Linked DNA regions of Mus musculus: all the other regions are linked to region 1. Evidence: chromatin contacts called from public HiChIP or PLAC-seq and Micro-C data. All regions are on one chromosome and are shown on one strand. The core of a region is the stretch at or near the end of the contact, and the rest is flanking DNA. Distances in the headings are between cores, read along the strand shown.

Region 1 (2,652 bases), core at 98-2,597:
AACGAAGTGTGTGCCTGGGGGAACCACGGTTTTAAAATAGTGCCAAATTGCGTATGGTAGTGCATGCCTATGACCCTACCTGGGAGGGCCCCGGCACTCTAGAGGTAGAGGCCAAGAGATCAGGAGTTTAAGGCTAACCTCAGCTACCTAACAATTAAGACCACATTGGGTTACATCAGACCCCATCACAAAAACCGAAAACAAACAGAAAAGAAAGCAGTACCTATAATATAAAAGTACCACCTGAGGTTATAATGAGCATCTTCAGACTGAGTGCAGATGATATTTAAGTCCACCGACTTCCCAACTCCCTCTGCATACCCACAGAGAGGTCAGATTGGCCAGCTGGCTTGTCCCCCTTTCTACCTCCGATCCATCCCTGCCCGGCTCTGTGCCATAAGACCAGGGCATCTATGGCTTGACTTAGGCACTTATTGGCTTGGGCCGCCACACAGAATGTCTACTAGTGAACTGCAGGGGTGGAGAAGTTTGTGTTTGCTTCCAGATTCCAGGTCAACAGAACTTCTAGCCAGAGCACAAAGGACTGGAACTAGGCAAGTTTCCTTAGGGAGTGTGGTCTTTGTAGCTCTGAGAGAGTTGTCTTTATAAATGCCACCATTCCAAAAACAGAGGAAGCCGGAGAGGAGTCTAGACTGTGGGGGTGACACTGGGTCTCTTGGGACACATGTAGATGATGCCAGGTGACACTTTCTTACGGCCCCACTACCAGCCTCTTTATCCACACCCACTCAACCGATTTAGTCCCTGGCAATGAACTTAACCAACGATGGCCCCCCAAACACTGTCTCCCTGATGTAACCTTCTTCATGCCATCTGGGGTGCTTTATTCTTTTATTCTGATGCCTAAACAACTAGTTTGGACCATGCCATCTCTCAGAAAAATCGTCACTACAAATCAACAGCTGCAGGATAAAGAATGTTCTAACTGTTTGCCTCACACGGGGGTCAAACACAGTGCTAAGCACTTCCACATGCGCTGCCTAATTTAATCTTCCTTAAAACCCTGAGGTAGCAAGCACAATGCTCTTCGTCGGATAGATAACAAACTGATTACTGAGAAGTTTCGAAATTTGCCCAAGGTTACACTCATTCTTGACTGCCAAGGCGGAGATTTAGACTTGAAGACGCCAGGATGCTTGCCCTTAACCACCAGACACGACTACTGTGAGAACTCAGTCAAACCTGTCATCCCCTTTAACCCTGAATTTCCTTCAGTGAAAATCAGAGGGCAAGATGAAATCTTTTGAAAAAGTCCCAGTTGTCCCTGACGCTGCACAAGTTCTCCTGAAGAGCCGGGTTTACCCCGGCTTACCAGTAGATGGCGCACAGCCAGCAATACAATCAGCTTGCAGCCGCTCCAGGGGGAAGCGTGATTTCCTCTGAGCTTTGCCTGACCGGCGTGGGAATGGAATGGAAATGTGTTCCCAGTGGTAAATGGTGCAAACCCACACAACTTCCACGTGGTAGAGCCGAGAGCTTAGCGAGTGAGATTGACTCGTAAGGGCACGACACTGCCGTAGCTGCTGTTCAATTGACAGGAGACCCTGGGGGTCCTCTCAGTGACTCCTGCCATCTCTCCCCTTCTGAGGAGATAGGACATGCACTCAAAAGAATTAAGTAGCTGCTTGCCACACCAGCACGAGTTTTCTTAACCAATGAAAGAGACAGTTATTGTCACCAACTCAAACCCACTTTATAAGACTCCGGGGAAGCCTCAGACAGCCAGCCCCATGCCCATGTTTGGAAATAAACTGGGCGTGGCTTCCTCCCAACACCCCCACCCCCACCCCACCCCCCGCCGATAGATTTGTGGTTGTGTTCGCTGGCTTCCTACAGAGGCTTTGAGTCTCTAGCTGGACATTTCAAGGAGAACCAGAGACTATAGACAGCTTCACAACACACATGCCAGGAAATGCTGGGCCCCCGAGAAGCCACAGACTTGTCCTCAGTATATGGTTAGAGTAAGAGACATGCTGGTCACACTAACTATGCCTGGCACATCGCCATGTCCTGAGACAAACCCTGAAAGATGGAAATGGGACTTCAATAGAGACCTGCGAAGGGAAGGGAAAATGGTGAGAACAAGGCTTCTTCCACCTTAACGTTCAGCATGTGCGCTCTTGTGCACACAGGTCGGGTCATAAAACTGGTAGTAACATCCGCACATTGTCGTCTTCCAAGGAGAGTGGGTAAAGCTGAAGGAGGCAGGCGGATCTGTTTCATGAGAGTACAGAATCTCAAACTGCAAGGTTACTGTTACCTCTGCCCCTACTGCAGTATAAACCTGTATTCATCTGGAAGTATCTGGAAGGAGATGCTGGCTCCCCAACGTTCCTTCAGTAGCCACAGCTCCCCCACTCTGCTTCACCCACAAGCAGAGTAAGAAATGGGCCCACAGTCTGGGCTAACTTCTATTTAAGCAAAGCAGTAAAATTGTTTGCCAGCAAGAAGTACATCTTCCCAGTCATCACGCTCTTTGTAACAGTTTTCTAAGTTTTTACACTGGAAGAGAAACAAGGCCTATCAGCTATTGAAAAGTAATTTTTAAAAAGTAAAACGATTAATCTGGGTGCTGTGTGGCACATGCCTACAATTGCTGTACTTGGGAGGCTGAGCCAGGAGGACTGCTGG
Region 2 (2,652 bases), core at 102-2,601, 500 kb before region 1:
TCAATATAATTAATATGTGGAGGCTTCCAATCGTTGCATTATGAACGTTCTGAATTGTTTCCCTATGTTAAGTGTTCTCCCTTAAGCTTCACTTCTTTAAATGGGAGGGTGATTTTTCATTGGGCACTTATCCCGTTAAATGTTAACTTATAAATTTAGAACAAACAAACAAACAAAAACTTGGTAGCTTAGAAACTTCCAAAACATACTGTCAATGCCTGGCAGTTTTTGTATTCACTAATTAAAGGTTTAAGGTGCAAGTGTTCTTTGCTTAGAACAGAAAAACAAAACAAAACAAAACAAAAACAAAACAAACAAAAAAACAAAAAAACAACAAAAAACTTCGAGTGTAGTGAAATAAGATATTTTCCAGTACTCATAATATTTCCCTTTTGGGGAGGAAAAGGGTCTCTCCGTCTGAGTCCAGCCACCTTACCTACCATTTGCTCTTTGCTGAAGAACTTTCTGTCAGATCAAAAGCCTCCAGGCAATCTGAGCGTTTTACACCCGAAATAATATTTCTCCTTTTTGAAACTAGAAAAGCCTTTTCCTGACATCTAAGATGTAAACACAAGGTTCTCGTTTATAGGACTGAAGAAGTCATAAGATACTTATTAAAAGACTCCACTCACGCTTTGTCTGAGGTTTCGGTAAGTTGTTTTCTGACCGGTGATGCAATTCGGATGCTCCAGAGATGAACGAAAAGCAGAGAAGTGAAGCCCCTACACTCAGAAACAAGATCCTGGTCAGAAGGAAACAGTCCGCACCTCCTTGAACGACATCTTTTCCACTTCTAGGTCGCAGAGACTGCCGTCCAACCTTCACCATCAGAAACTATGATTGCGGACACATCTCCTGCCAGTGACCGCCTGCCCGGAGCCTGGGGACAAGAGAGGGGTGGACTGGATGTAAGTTGGGACAGCGTCACCGTTCACCCTAGCTTCCCAGGGTTCAGAGACACTACAGACACTCCCTTCTGTGACCCCAGGGCCAGAAAGGCTGTAAAGACGCAGATCACACAGCCGCGGGCTCTGGGACAGTGGCTGCAGCTCTCCGGTGGCCCCCTCTTCCCTGGGTGTCCCTCTTCCTGCAGGGATCACAGCAGGAAACAAACATCTGGCCCCAAAGCTGATCCGCCCGGCTGGGGGCGCAGGTGCTTCACTTTGGAAACCAGGTCCCCGCACAGCACAGCGGCCGCCCCGGTCGATTCGACCCTGTCCGGGGAGGGGTGCAGCAACCCGGCAGCAGGACCGATCCACCTACCTAGGAGTCCTCCAGCCGCCGCTCCCCGTGCCCACTAGCCATCTGGGCACCAGCCTAGGAAGACTGAAGACCTGGAAGTGAGGGAAGGGGATGTCCCCAGGTCAGGGCCCCGAACTTCCCGGTCGCCAGCACCGCCCCCGGTGCGGCAAGCGCCGCCCACAGGGGTCTGCAAGGGGAACGGAGCCTGGCATCAGAGCTGGCAGGAGCCACAGGGCAGGCAAAACAGAACTGAAAGTCCAGAGGCTCCGTGTGGGAATTCCCCAGGTGTCCTAAAGAGAAAGCTGCCTCCCAGCTCGCCTTTTGGCTGAGTTGAGCTGCTGCAAGGATTCTGGAAGGAAGAGGATATTCTGAAGAGACGCACTCTCTTTGGTTATTGGAATGCTCCAGCTAGGAAACGTTAAAAAATTACAGCCCTGTGCCAGTCACAGGGAGTTTTTATCAGTTCACCATGAGGAAAACACTGGAGGCCTGGACAATGATGGCTGAATGACTCGGGGGGATAGCACACCTTGACCAAAACTGCCTACTTATGGATTCTTTCTGTATTATCTAAATCTAAACCTGTGGTGACAGGATGCTGAACTTAGGATGGGGGCGTCGTACACCCTCATTATTTAGTTGTCTTCCTGATGTGGCTACACTGAATAGCTACTTTTCTGCTGTCTACTGATAATCATTTAAATACCCTATCGAGGCCCAAAAGGATAGGCTAGACAGCCAGGGCTGCCAAGACCCAGGTCCTAACTCTAACTACTCTAATCTCAGAATCTCACTTCTCCCTCAAACACATCTTTTGAACTCTTTTGCTATCTCTCCATCCTCAGAGGTTGCAACTTGGGCTCAGGAATATTTTCTCTTTCTCCTCCTTTTCAACACTTTGTCCCCCTGCCCTTATGTCTCTGGGATCCATTTCTGCTCAGCATCTGATAACAGAGTCTACCAGCCTCCATGCAGACCTGAATGGCAGCATTGTGCTTGGGATATGAATGGATAAGGATGGCACAGATATGTTTCTCTTTCCTTGGCCCCCAGAACAGCCCCCCTTCTAAGCATGGGGAAGATTCGGGGCCCCCACTTCTATCTATGGCTTTGAAGCTAAGTACTTCCCTTTCTCTATCCCATAGCTGCATCGCAGAGTGATTCTGAAAACAGCGTAGATTGGTTTGCTTCATGGTGGAGATGTGGCTCCATATTCCAGTTGTAAGGGGAAACCCCCTACTTTAAAACAAGTTAATCACCTGCCTCGGGTGCCTGTGATCCCATTTGACCTCGGCAAGGCGAGATTGGATGCAGAGCAAGCAACCTTACCCCCATTTTCACAAGAAAATGTCCTGTGAATCAGAAATAGCAGCTGAGATTTGAAGTCAGAATTTTTCCCTTAAACCCAGG
Region 3 (2,652 bases), core at 56-2,555, 480 kb before region 1:
GTTATCCTGGCTGTAAAATGTTTGTAAATGTTTGTAAGGAAGTGTGTGCACAGGGCACAAATGGTGCCTGGTGTTCATAAGTGCTAGATACAAGTTGGACTGTTAAGAACAGCCAAACAATACATTTATGTTATAGAAAATAAAGTGGAAAAATGAAGCTGCCTGCCCATATGCATGCAGAAACACAAGGCAGGAGAGTAATAATAATAATAAATAATAGGATGGCAGAAATTACACAGTTATGGGTTGAATGAGCTAAGAAATAGAATTGTAGGTCCACTGCAGAGGAATATCTGGACTCACTAAATTACAGTGCTCCAAAGCTATGTTGGCAAAAGATAACAACTACAGGGAAAAAAAACTGTGAATGCATAAAGATAGCTAGATTAACTAACTGTGACTCACCTTTCCTAAAAAGCATTTGTTTCTAAGAAAATAAAGAATACAAACTGATTGCAGGAAAATTATCAGGGAACAATCTCTCTCCCCTCTCCCCTCTCTTTCCTCTCCCCTCTCTCCCCTCTTTTCCCTCTCTTCCCTTTCCCCTTTCCTCTCCCTCCCTTCTTCTCCACCCTCCACAGTTAATTTTCCACTGCTCCTTCGCTGAGGGCATCTATGGTGCAGACCAAACAGTGGGCCAGGATTCTCCCATCATTCAACTCTTGAGAAAACAGACTCCACTAACAGCTATTACTTGAGGGAAGAACTAAGGAGCCTATGGTTGCTCACGGAATTGTATCCTTGAAAGTACTGACTTGGCTGTGTCTGTTAGCTCACACACGGAATCCCAAACTTGGGAGATGACGACAGGGAGATCTGAAGTTTGGAGCCCCCCTAGGCTGCGTGAAACCCTGTCCCAAAACAAAACAAAACAAAACAAACAACAAAAAGGAATGTGATTATAATCAGACTCTCAGTCATTTACATTTTATATGAATCAGTTCAAGCTGTTTTATTCCACCAAGTGCATGGCCAGTTTCTCTGAGGAAAACCCAATGATGTTTCTGTTAAGGGAAGGCTCCAGGCCAGGACTGCCCAGGTCAACAGCAAATGACAACTTTCCTCTCAGATATGAGGAGCCCAGCCCTCGCGTAGGGAGAAGCAGGGGATTTCCACAGTTTTCCAAGGACAAGGACCAACTGGAGTCAGCTGAGAACGAGCTGGCTCTCCCTCAGAAACTTCATAACAAGTCTAGAGGCATCCAGAGTTATTCTAGGACTGGCTCCACCCCAGCCCCTGGGCTCCAGTGAGTGACTGAGCTGAAATTCCACTGTTGCATAAGTCCCTTTAGACAAGTTTCAGTTTTAGGAAATGAAAGTGGCAAGCTGTGACATCTATATTTCCTCTGATTGAGCCCTCCCCATGCCTGGCCTCACACCAGGCCCCTCCCCTCAGGCTGGTTCAGAAAGGTTTTGCTGCAGAGGAGTGCTAGGACAACCACTGGGTACCAGAGAGGTGCTGAGTGAGTGCTTGTCACAAGCAAGAGTTTGTGTACCCTCTTAGGAGCCTGCCTTAGCCAGCCAGTGGGGGTGACCAGAGGGAAGACAGGGTTCTCTCTGCCCTTGAGAAGCTCACAAAATAGAGAGGGAGATGAACTGAGTAATTCATACCGAAGGAACCAGTCCCGTGTGTGTGTGTGTGTGTGTGTGTGTGTGTGTGTGTGTGTGTGTGTGTGTCAGAGAGAGAGACCAGTTCTTTCAGGGCTTCCCTTTAGGCAGTGTCTCTGGACTTTGCTGATTCTGGTAGAAGGCACATAGCTGTGGTTATATTTAAGTGTCTTAGATGTTCTTTGAAGATACACCCTAAACAGTCTCCTGAATGTGTGGGTAAGCAAACACTCTCCACTATATTCTATTATTCCCAATATTGCAGCTGCTGAAACCTAAGTCTTGGACAAGAAGCCCACTTAAAACAAGAACACATCTCAACTCCCCTTGTGGTTAGCTGTTTCCATAGCTGCACAATAATAGGCCTGATTTGTGACAGCTTTAGTGACCATTGTTTGGACTGCCTGCTTAGCAGTGTTCATCTAGCAAGTGGCTTTGGTAGAGACTGTCTCCTACCAGGACAGAAGTAGATCGCATTGAAGTAGAAACTTAAGTGTTTTGTTGGGGCAAACATGTGAACCAGTGTTTTCCTAAAGTGGATACAGGTGAAAGGATGTTTTTGTTAAAGTAGACACCTGAAGGAATGTTTGACTGAAATAGGCAGGGATGAAAGAATAAGGCAGTCTCAGGAACATTTCACTGAAGTAGACACACGTGAAAGGATATTCTGTTAAAGAAAGCACATGAAAGGACACGTAATAAAAGACTCTTTGTGTGTGTGTGTGTGTGTGTGTGTGTGTGTGTGTGTGTGTGTGTGAACAATACAGGTATTGGCTCACCTTACACTATGTAGTTGAGCTCCATTTGGCAGGACTCCATAGAGAGAAGCGAACTGTAGGGCTGTGAAAGGCAGCCTGGTTTCTGGTCGAGCAGAGGCTGGAAACCCTAGTGGTCCTGAAGGACGGCAGGCATTTTGCCACGCTCCCTCCTGACATGAGGCCGCAGCTCTCCATAGATTTGTGGCCATCAGTCACTTATGGGCAACGCCCCAAGCCCCTACACGGGGAGAGGACCTGACCTGTGGTCACATAGCCTCAAGACAGAT
Region 4 (2,652 bases), core at 91-2,590, 470 kb after region 1:
CCCTCTCCGCGCCGCCCTAGGGTCAGGGGTAAGATCAGGCGGTAGCTTAGGCTCGCCTGGGCTCCTCCCCTTCCTCTCTTCAGTTCTGACGCGGCCGTAGAGGCGGCGGCGGCAGCGGCGGCGGTAGCAGCAGCAGCAGCAGCAGCAGCAGCAGTCCCGCGGCCCGAGGCGCACCCACCCGCTCGCAGATCGCGACTTCCTCTTCCCTTGGTGCGTCATCAGAACGCGCCGCAGCCTCCCAGGGCGGGGTGGCTGGAGATGGGGAGAAGAGGCCCGGAGAGGAAGGCGCAGAGAGGAAGGGGAAGGGAGGGGGAGGAGAGCGGTTGCTAGGCGACTTACGTCATCGCTGGGCGCCACTCTCCTCCCGCCCCTCTGTGGAGTGAGGCGAGAGCCCCGCACAGAGCGAGAGAGAGACAGAAGCTGAGCTTCGGGCGCTGCCGCCGCCGCCGGGGAGAGCGTGAGAGCGAGTGAGTGAGCGAGCATCCGAGAGACCCGGCATCCGTGCACTGGCCGCCGCCAAGACCTTTGCCGCAGCCCGGGCCATCGGGAGCCGCGGCCGCCGTCGGCTCCCCCCCTTACATTCCCGGCCGGCAGCGGCTGCTGCACACGCCGAAGCCGGAGCCCCAGCCGGAGCCGGAGCCGGAGCCCGAGCCCGAGCCCGAGCCGGAGCCCGCGGCCGGGGGGCAGGGAGGCGGCTGCCGCGGGTCGGGACTCGTAGCTGCTCAGCCGGGAGAGGACGCCCGCGAGGGGCTGGGCTTTCTGCCTCGTCCCGGACTGTGGGACGAAGGACCCCCCGAGGTGTAGGGAGGGGGTCCCGGCCGCCGCGACACATGCGGGAGCCGGGAGCGGGGGCGGCGCCGATCCGAGCCCGCCGGGTCCCCAGCCTTGCCGCTGTCCACACCAGCCGCCCGGGGCCGTAGCATCCCATAGCGGAGTGTATGAACCCCGGCCCCCAGCCCAGGAGCCACCTCCGGGCCGGGGGGGCGGGGACCCCGATGTGAAACGGCCGCGGCGGCGTGGTGAGCGGCCCCGGCGCCGCTGTCCTCTCCTTCCCCTCCCCTCCCCTCCACCCCCTCTGGGGGGGCTTCTCTTTGGGCCTGCCGCCGCACCCCGGCTCCTCGGCGGGACTCCAGGAGTTCTCGGCGCCCCCTCCCCGCCCCAGCCCCCCAGGGCGGTGGGGCCGGGGGGGAACCTGGGGGGCCGGCTGCAGCCTCCGCCCAGAGGAAACTTTACCCAAACAAAATCTTCGAGCTTTCTGATCGTGACTGTCCCGGGACAAGTGGCCCAGGACGGGCTGAAGCCACCACAGTCTGCAGGGACCCAGGAAGAGAAAAAGCGGTGAGCGAGCGGGGCCGCCACCGCCGCCTCTATCCCAGCAGCGCGGAAGAGACCCGGGTAGCTGCTTGGTGGAGCGACGCTAGCACCGCTTCTTCCTCAGTTCCGCGCCTAGCCAGCCTTCCGCAGCTGCCCGCCTCAGCCCGAAGGAGGAAGGGAGCCAGCCACATTGTCAGCGCCACCGCTCGACTCTGAAGCGTGAGTGGACCCGGGGGAGGGGGACATTATAAGGTGACAAGTGGGAGCGGGTGGGTGCTTTGATGCTGGAGTTCGGCTGTTCCTCGGGAGGGTTGGCAGTGGAAACCTTTCCTTTCTACCAATAGGAGAAAGTGTCAGTTTGCAGGAGTAATGCAAGTACTCGGAGTTTTTTCTTAGAGCAGCTGTGTCTCCAGAGTGGACACTTGCACCTTTTTGGACACTAAACTGAGAAAGCCTATGGCCAGCTCTGTCCCATGCCTTTTCCTGGCAACCTTATTCTGGCAGTGGTTTTTGTTTCAGGGAAACTCCCATGGATTCCCACGTGGGAATCACTTGAATCAACCCTTAATTTTTTTTTTTCCTTTCCTAACTATTGTTTTTGAAGTTGCCTTGGATGGGAAGACCAGATTTCATTTTAGTGCATAGGGGAGTTTGGTGCCCCCAACGCTTTATTTCCCAGGTCTACAGAGTCCGATGTGTAGGGTGCTTGCATGTTTCAGTTGGCTCAGGAAAATCCGAGTTCCTAAGATGCACAACCCACTGAAACTTATTTCAGGGAGAGCACTTAATAAATTACCATTTCGTAAAAGTTGCTGCAGCGCTCTCTCTCTCTCTCTCTCTCTCTCTCTCTCTCTCTCTGTGTTGAGGGAGAGAGGGAGTAATATGTTTTAAGTGGTAGCACATTTTTACTAGGTTTCTACTAGGGACTGGAAGGGCATGCATGCAGCTGTTTTTATTTGGCTCTACTTGTCGACCTTGAGACTTTATACTCTTTTAGGAAAACATTTAGCACTCTGAGTGTTAAATTAGAGGTATAGAAAAGTAATGCTCACATATGTAGGTTAAGCTGACCATCCTAAGGCTTAACGTACTGTAGGATTTCATGTAGCAAGGAACATAGGTAGTAGTTTAAGACTGGAATTCTGGTCTATCCAGACAGCTAAATGTGGGCAGAATAAAGATGCTCTGTAGAAATGACTAGAAACTTGGGAGTATCAATTTATCTACCCATCCATCCATCTTAATTTCTCCATTGAGGGTCATGATTAAATTTGTTTGAAAGTTTTTCACATTTCATGTTTGGGACCTGTTCTCCCCTCCTCTTTTTAAATAATGAAC
Region 5 (2,652 bases), core at 115-2,614, 350 kb after region 1:
AGCATTGACACAGATTGACACTTTAATGTATATGATAATATATATTATTTATTAATCACATAATAACACAATTTTATTTACATTTATTTAAATTAGCACAATTTAATATTTATAACTGATCATAAATTAATTGGTATTATATAATTATATATAATAATTGATAAAGTGATTACTAAATTATATTAATTAATATAAGATTGTAATATAATACACTATATATTAATATATCAAATTATGATATAATATATAACATGTCATATATAATATAGTATGATATGTAATGTGTGACATGTGACATGTAACATGTAACATATAATCTATATTTAGGGTATATTAATTGCACAAAATTTACCTCAGAGTAGACATTTTTCTTGAAATGTACATGCTCAGCCCCCAAATAGGATGTTAGTAAGGACCAGGTCTGTACAAACTACTACAAGCCCTTTGCAGTGAGGTTGTCATGTTTACGAAACAATGACAGGAAAGGACAAGAAAAGAGTTTAGGGGAGAAGAGTTCCATATTCTTATTTTCCACCTTAGTGGCCTTTCTCTGCAATCCCCTGTTCTGTGACTTGTGGTGCACAAAAGCTGCTATAGTGGACTCAGCACAGGACAAGCAGAGGTAGCCCAGAGCTGAACAGATCCATTCGGTGGGCTTATAATCAACTGTTCCAAGTCTCTAGACAATGAAGTCCTTTGTCAAACCCCACCCACACGGCACCTCCCAAATGCACTAGATAGCATACAGTCCAGACATCGTCCACCTGGCCCAGGCTAGCCTGCTGCTTCCTTTCTCCTGACTCATGTCTAGTCAGACACTCAGAGCTTCTGTCTGCACCGTGGACCACATGAGCACAGACAGGGAGGCACAGACGTAGCCACGCTCCCGTTTGCTGCTGCTCATCACCATCCAGAGGTGGAGAGTTTACACTGTGTGACCGTGCAGAGAAAGGTCGAGGCATTAAAGTGTCAGTGACTGCCCCCAGTGTTCCCTATCTAGTCCCCACCACCCCAAACAAGAGTGAACTAGATTTGCAGTACCACAAGGGATAGAACGTAATAGTTTGTGTTCTCCAGCCAGAAGGACACTGTTAAAGACTGTGTGTGTGTGTGTGTGTGTGTGTGTGTCCCAGAGTGTGTCTCCACAGCAGGCATGATCTCTGTATCTTGGGCCGATTCCGAGCCTCATTTCTCTAACTCCACCCAGGCCAGGCCTCTGTCGGGAAGAAGGGACTTTGTATAGATGAGAAAGAAAGCTTGATCTAATTGTTATGTGATGTCGTGCCAAATCCAACTCCACACTCTCTGAAACTGAGTCAGAGTGTCGTGACCCCAGAAGGGTTGAGTGGTGGCATACCGCCATGTTCAGAGATGGCTGCATTAGCTGTGGCCATAACTCAGGATTGTTGCAAGATAGATGGGGTCGGGAGGACAGGGTGACTGTCCAGTCTGGACAAACAGTCACTGCCATGAGGTTGAGGGATTTGAGCTGAATCTGTCCCCATTCTGCTGGCAGTGAGCCCGTTGGGTGCTTTCTTGAGGAAAATACAGCCGTGCTTTGTTTAGTTTTACAGTTTGTCCTCCTGTTCCTGTATATGCTTGTGGAAAGGTGTTCCATGTTCTTCCCGTGTTTATATAACACTCCTAGACAAATTACTCTTTAATGTCACTGTCAGAAATAAGTTGCTAAGACTGCACGTGCGCACATCGAGGCAAGCGGGAAGGTTGAAAGCGGAGCTGCCTGCGTGTTTGTTGTGGCTCCGTGGCAGTGCGCCAAGGTATTTTAACAGGGAACTCCAGGATTTGCTAGAGTTAAAAATGCATGGCTTATTTGATCATTTTCCAGAGATGATGAATAGCCAGAGACAGCTAACTAAATAAAGCAATGAGCCTGTGACGGAGAACGCCCTGGCTTACTGTGCTGGGACTCGGGGGAGGAGGCCGCTGACTCACCGCAGGTCTTGTGGATGGATAGATACCACTCCACACAAAACTCCGGAGAGGCAGCTGCTCTCTGGGAACTGCTCGATAGCCCATCAAAGCAGAAGCAGTTTGTGACATGCTGGGACCAAGTCACGTGGCTATGGCATTCCAGAGATCACGCTTTTAGGGAACTGAAGTAAACAATGCAGCTAAACAAAAGGCGTCTCCCTAGAAATGTGAGCTGTGCTTCTGAAGACGATTTCTTAAAGCCTTTACATCTCTGAGACAATGCTGTAGGTAACTCACAAACATTTGTCAGAGCTCAGGCTGCCTAGTACAAATCACCAAGAGGCATGCATGCATGCATGCGGGTGCCAGGCCTGTAGCATGGGGTTTTACCTGTCTTTTTCTCTGTGTTTTCATTTGAGTGTGTGGTGCTGGGGACTGAGGCCAGAGCCTCTCTCACCCCAGCCCCTCATTCATTCTTTTACAACAACCCTATCAGCTTAGAATTGTTAGGTGTGCTTTGCAGATGACATCAGATGAGGATATTAAAGCTAGGAAAGGTTACCTTGCCCCTTGTCATAAAACAAAGACATAACGGCCCCGATTCAGGCTTCGGGCAGATCGTATGTGCTTCTGATGTTAAGAATCTACTTGTTTGTGGATCCCAACCTTGTAACTATCATAAAAGCCCCTATAAATTAGCAACTGCCCAGTGCTAGCACC
Region 6 (2,652 bases), core at 94-2,593, 270 kb after region 1:
CAGGCACACTGGTGCATGCCTGTAATCCCAATCACTTGAAAGGCTGAGGTTGGAAGCTCATGAGTTTGAAGGCAGCCTGGGCAACTTAGTGAGCTCTTATAGATACAGATACATAAAGATAGATAGATAGATAGATAGATAGATAGATAGATAGATAGATAGATAGATAGATAGGATAGATAGGATAGATAAGATAGATAGATAGATAGATAGATAGATAGATAGATAGATAGATAGATAGATAGATAGAATGATCAGATAGATAGGTAGATCGGAAGGAAGGAATAATGGATAGATGGAAGTAAGGAAAGAGGAGAGAAAGGAGGGAAGAAGAGAGGGAGAGAGGGAGGGTGTGATGGTTTGTATGTGCTTGGCCCAGGGAGTGGCACTATTAGGAGATATGGCCTTGTTGGAGTAGGTTTGTCACTGGGGGCATGAGTTTAAGACCCTCACCCTAACTGCCTAGAAGTCAGTCTTCCATTAGCAGCCTTAAGATGAAAACATAGAACTCTCAGCTCTGCCTGCACCACACCTGCCTGGATGTTGCCATGTCCCCACCTTGATGATAATGAACTGAACCTCTGAACCTTTAAGCCAGCCCCGATGAAATGCCGTACTTTATAAGACTTGGCCATGGTGTCTGTTCACAGCAGTAAAACCTTAACTAAGACAGAGGGCAATTGGTAATTAGGCGACAAATACAAGGAAGTATTTTTTATAAATACATACATTCTTTGCATATAGAAGTTACTATATAAAATTTTATTTAAAGAATATTGCATTGCATATAATTGATAGTTTGATGGACATTTATCAGCACATGGCTATATGTTCAATGGGACATCACAAGATATGTTTAACTTATTCTTACATTGACATGTGTCATCTGTTATTAAATCCAGCTTCTTACAGGTTAGTTAACAGAAATGAAAGGAGAGGCTGCGGAGAGCAGTGGGGGCTGGGGGGACTGGGTTTCAGTCCTTACTATATAGGTTAACATACAGAGAAGCATGATAGATAGCACTTCCCTTATTTATCACATTCTGTGTGCACCCATGGTGGCTCTGATGCCAGCCTCCCCAGGACCTGGAGAATGTGCATCAGAGCCTCTGCTCAGAGATCCTTTGAAGCTGGTGAGGGGAAGCCAAGGGCTCTGAGGTGTCAGTACAGAGCATACGGGGTTTATTCGGAAAGACTTCTTGATCGGTTCCAGCATCTGGGAAGCAGTGTCCTTCGGGATATAAAAGTCTTGTTTGCTTTTATGAGTGTGAATCAGGACATGCTATCCGTGCCAGGTGCCTGCTGGACCGTGGAGCTAACACTCCCAGCCTAGATTGCTTCTGACTGTTGCCAGTCGCTGGCTATCTCACCCCATGTAAATCAATAACCAGTCTCTTGCGGTGGTGGCTGGGTGAGAGTGGCTCCCGTACAAATGCTTAGTCACCAGGGAGTGGAACTTTTGAAAAGGATTAGAAGGTGTGGCCTTGTTGGAGGAAGTGTGTCACTGGGGGGGTGGGGGTGGGGCAGGCTTTGAGGTTTCAAAAACCTCAGGATCAGCCTCTCTTGACCACTCTCTCCCTCCCTCCCTCTCCCTCCCTCTCCCTCCCTCCCCCTCCCTCTCCCTCTCCCTCTCCCTCCCTCTCCCTCTCCCTTTCCCTCCCTCTCCTTCTCCCTGAACCTCCCTCTCCCTCTCCCTCTCCCTCTCCCTCTCCCTCTCCCTCTCCCTCTCCCTCTCCCTCTCCCTCTCCCTCTCCCTCTACCTCTACCTCTCCCTCTCCCTCTCCCTTCCTCTCCCCATCCCCACCCCTGCTTGTCTACTAGGATGTAGCTCTCAGCAACTGTTCCAGCACCATGCTTGCAACCATGCTCCCTGTCATAATGCTACTGAAACTGATGGACTAACCTTCTGAAACTGTAAGCAAGCCCGCAGTTCAATGGTTTCTTTTATGGGCATTGCCTTGGTCAGGGTGTCTCCTCACAGCAATATAACAGTAACTAAGATGCCTGCTTTTGTCTATTTTATATAATAGGTCACATGTTGTAGTAGGTTTAATAAGATGACTCTCCCAAATTTCATTTCTACCTGGAACCTCCAGACATGACCTTATGAGGAAACAGGGTCTCTGTAGATGTAATTCATTGGAAATCAGTTAAGGACGTCAAGAGAAAATAATCCTAGACTTAGAATAGGTCTTAAATTAGTGCCCAGTCCCCTTATAAAAGAGGAAATGGCTAAGAATGGCCGTATATGCCTATAATCCCAGCACTTGGGAAGCTGAGACAGGAGGATCATGAGTTTAAGCCAGACTATGCTATATAGTGATCTCAAAAAAAAAAAAAATCCACAAACCAGGACTAGAGGCAAGATTTTTATGATGCTACCATAAGCCAAGAATGCCAGGAGCCCAACCCCCAACCCCACTCCCCAGAGGCCTTAGTCCAGGAAGGTCCCTCCCTGTGAATCCTTGTGATTGATTAGGACAAGGAAGGACCCTCCCTGCAAACCCTTGTGGGGTGCATGCGTGTGCACAGATGCAGACAGACACCTTGATTTCAGTCCAGTCGTTTCCAGAATCTAGTAACAATTAGGTGTTTGTTGTCTTAAGTCACAGAGTTTCAGCTTCCCTAGGAAGTTCACACACACACACACAC

Evidence for each region. A called contact is a pair of places that touch in the nucleus more often than the background predicts. HiChIP or PLAC-seq counts read pairs in DNA pulled down with a chosen protein or histone mark.
Region 2: an H3K4me3 HiChIP or PLAC-seq map of stem cell-derived neural progenitor cells shows a contact between it and region 1, with 3 times the contacts expected there. The contact joins the promoter of Tlr2 here to the enhancer-like site in region 1. A contact is called at or near these places in 2 of 39 promoter capture datasets (the C10 cell line and pre-B cells), 2 of 115 datasets of contacts at active chromatin or transcription factors (large pre-B cells and stem cell-derived neural progenitor cells) and 2 of 9 other capture datasets (adipose tissue and embryonic stem cells).
Region 3: a contact with region 1 is called in an HNF4G HiChIP or PLAC-seq map of pancreatic cancer cells. The contact joins two enhancer-like sites. A contact is called at or near these places in 4 of 115 datasets of contacts at active chromatin or transcription factors (embryonic stem cells, large pre-B cells and pancreatic cancer cells).
Region 4: a contact with region 1 is called in a Micro-C map of the G1E-ER4 cell line. The contact joins the promoter of Fbxw7 here to the enhancer-like site in region 1. A contact is called at or near these places in 1 of 39 promoter capture datasets (neutrophils), 4 of 484 Hi-C or Micro-C datasets (the C2C12 cell line, the G1E-ER4 cell line, embryonic stem cells and 1 more), 13 of 115 datasets of contacts at active chromatin or transcription factors (the NIH/3T3 cell line, astrocytes, bone marrow-derived macrophages and 9 more) and 1 of 9 other capture datasets (macrophages).
Region 5: an HNF4G HiChIP or PLAC-seq map of pancreatic cancer cells shows a contact between it and region 1. The contact joins two enhancer-like sites. A contact is called at or near these places in 3 of 484 Hi-C or Micro-C datasets (the G1E-ER4 cell line, the N1E-115 cell line and bone marrow-derived dendritic cells), 3 of 115 datasets of contacts at active chromatin or transcription factors (extraembryonic endoderm stem cells, memory CD8 T cells and pancreatic cancer cells) and 1 of 9 other capture datasets (embryonic stem cells).
Region 6: a FOXA1 HiChIP or PLAC-seq map of pancreatic cancer cells shows a contact between it and region 1. The contact joins two enhancer-like sites. A contact is called at or near these places in 5 of 484 Hi-C or Micro-C datasets (ECoMG-derived neutrophils, the N1E-115 cell line, bone marrow-derived macrophages and 2 more) and 3 of 115 datasets of contacts at active chromatin or transcription factors (bone marrow-derived macrophages, embryonic stem cells and pancreatic cancer cells).

The regions. Positions count from the first base shown.
Region 1 is chr3:84,343,799-84,346,450 of GRCm38.p6, forward strand. No RefSeq gene overlaps it. Among named protein-coding and RNA genes, the nearest start is that of 4930565D16Rik, 35 kb to the right of the region's middle. Within about 2 kb of position 1,348, at least 96 of the 459 cell types and tissues checked have an H3K27ac peak or open chromatin away from gene starts, as enhancers often do. A contact at or near this core is called in the C2C12 cell line, the G1E-ER4 cell line, the N1E-115 cell line and 6 more, where this site is marked.
Region 2 is chr3:83,840,257-83,842,908 of GRCm38.p6, forward strand. It overlaps Tlr2 (toll-like receptor 2), which reads right to left and starts at 1,352. Exons shown (of 3, transcript NM_011905.3): 1 at 1,264-1,352; 2 at 633-880.
Region 3 is chr3:83,861,851-83,864,502 of GRCm38.p6, forward strand. No RefSeq gene overlaps it. Among named protein-coding and RNA genes, the nearest start is that of Tlr2, 22 kb to the left of the region's middle. Within about 2 kb of position 1,306, at least 223 of the 459 cell types and tissues checked have an H3K27ac peak or open chromatin away from gene starts, as enhancers often do. A contact at or near this core is called in pancreatic cancer cells, where this site is marked.
Region 4 is chr3:84,814,237-84,816,888 of GRCm38.p6, forward strand. Fbxw7 (F-box and WD-40 domain protein 7) reads left to right here and starts at 1,341. Exons shown (of 14, transcript NM_001177773.1): 1 at 1,341-1,533. Gm35486 (predicted gene, 35486) reads right to left here and starts at 197. Exons shown (of 1, transcript NR_165832.1): 1 at 1-197.
Region 5 is chr3:84,694,772-84,697,423 of GRCm38.p6, forward strand. The region is part of intron 6 of Tmem154 (transmembrane protein 154); the gene reads left to right. Among named protein-coding and RNA genes, the nearest start is that of Tmem154, 30 kb to the left of the region's middle. Within about 2 kb of position 1,365, at least 106 of the 459 cell types and tissues checked have an H3K27ac peak or open chromatin away from gene starts, as enhancers often do. A contact at or near this core is called in the G1E-ER4 cell line, the N1E-115 cell line and pancreatic cancer cells, where this site is marked.
Region 6 is chr3:84,609,033-84,611,684 of GRCm38.p6, forward strand. All of the region lies in intron 1 of Gm46836 (a long non-coding RNA gene), which reads left to right. Among named protein-coding and RNA genes, the nearest start is that of Gm46836, 6.3 kb to the left of the region's middle. Within about 2 kb of position 1,344, at least 23 of the 459 cell types and tissues checked have an H3K27ac peak or open chromatin away from gene starts, as enhancers often do. A contact at or near this core is called in pancreatic cancer cells, where this site is marked.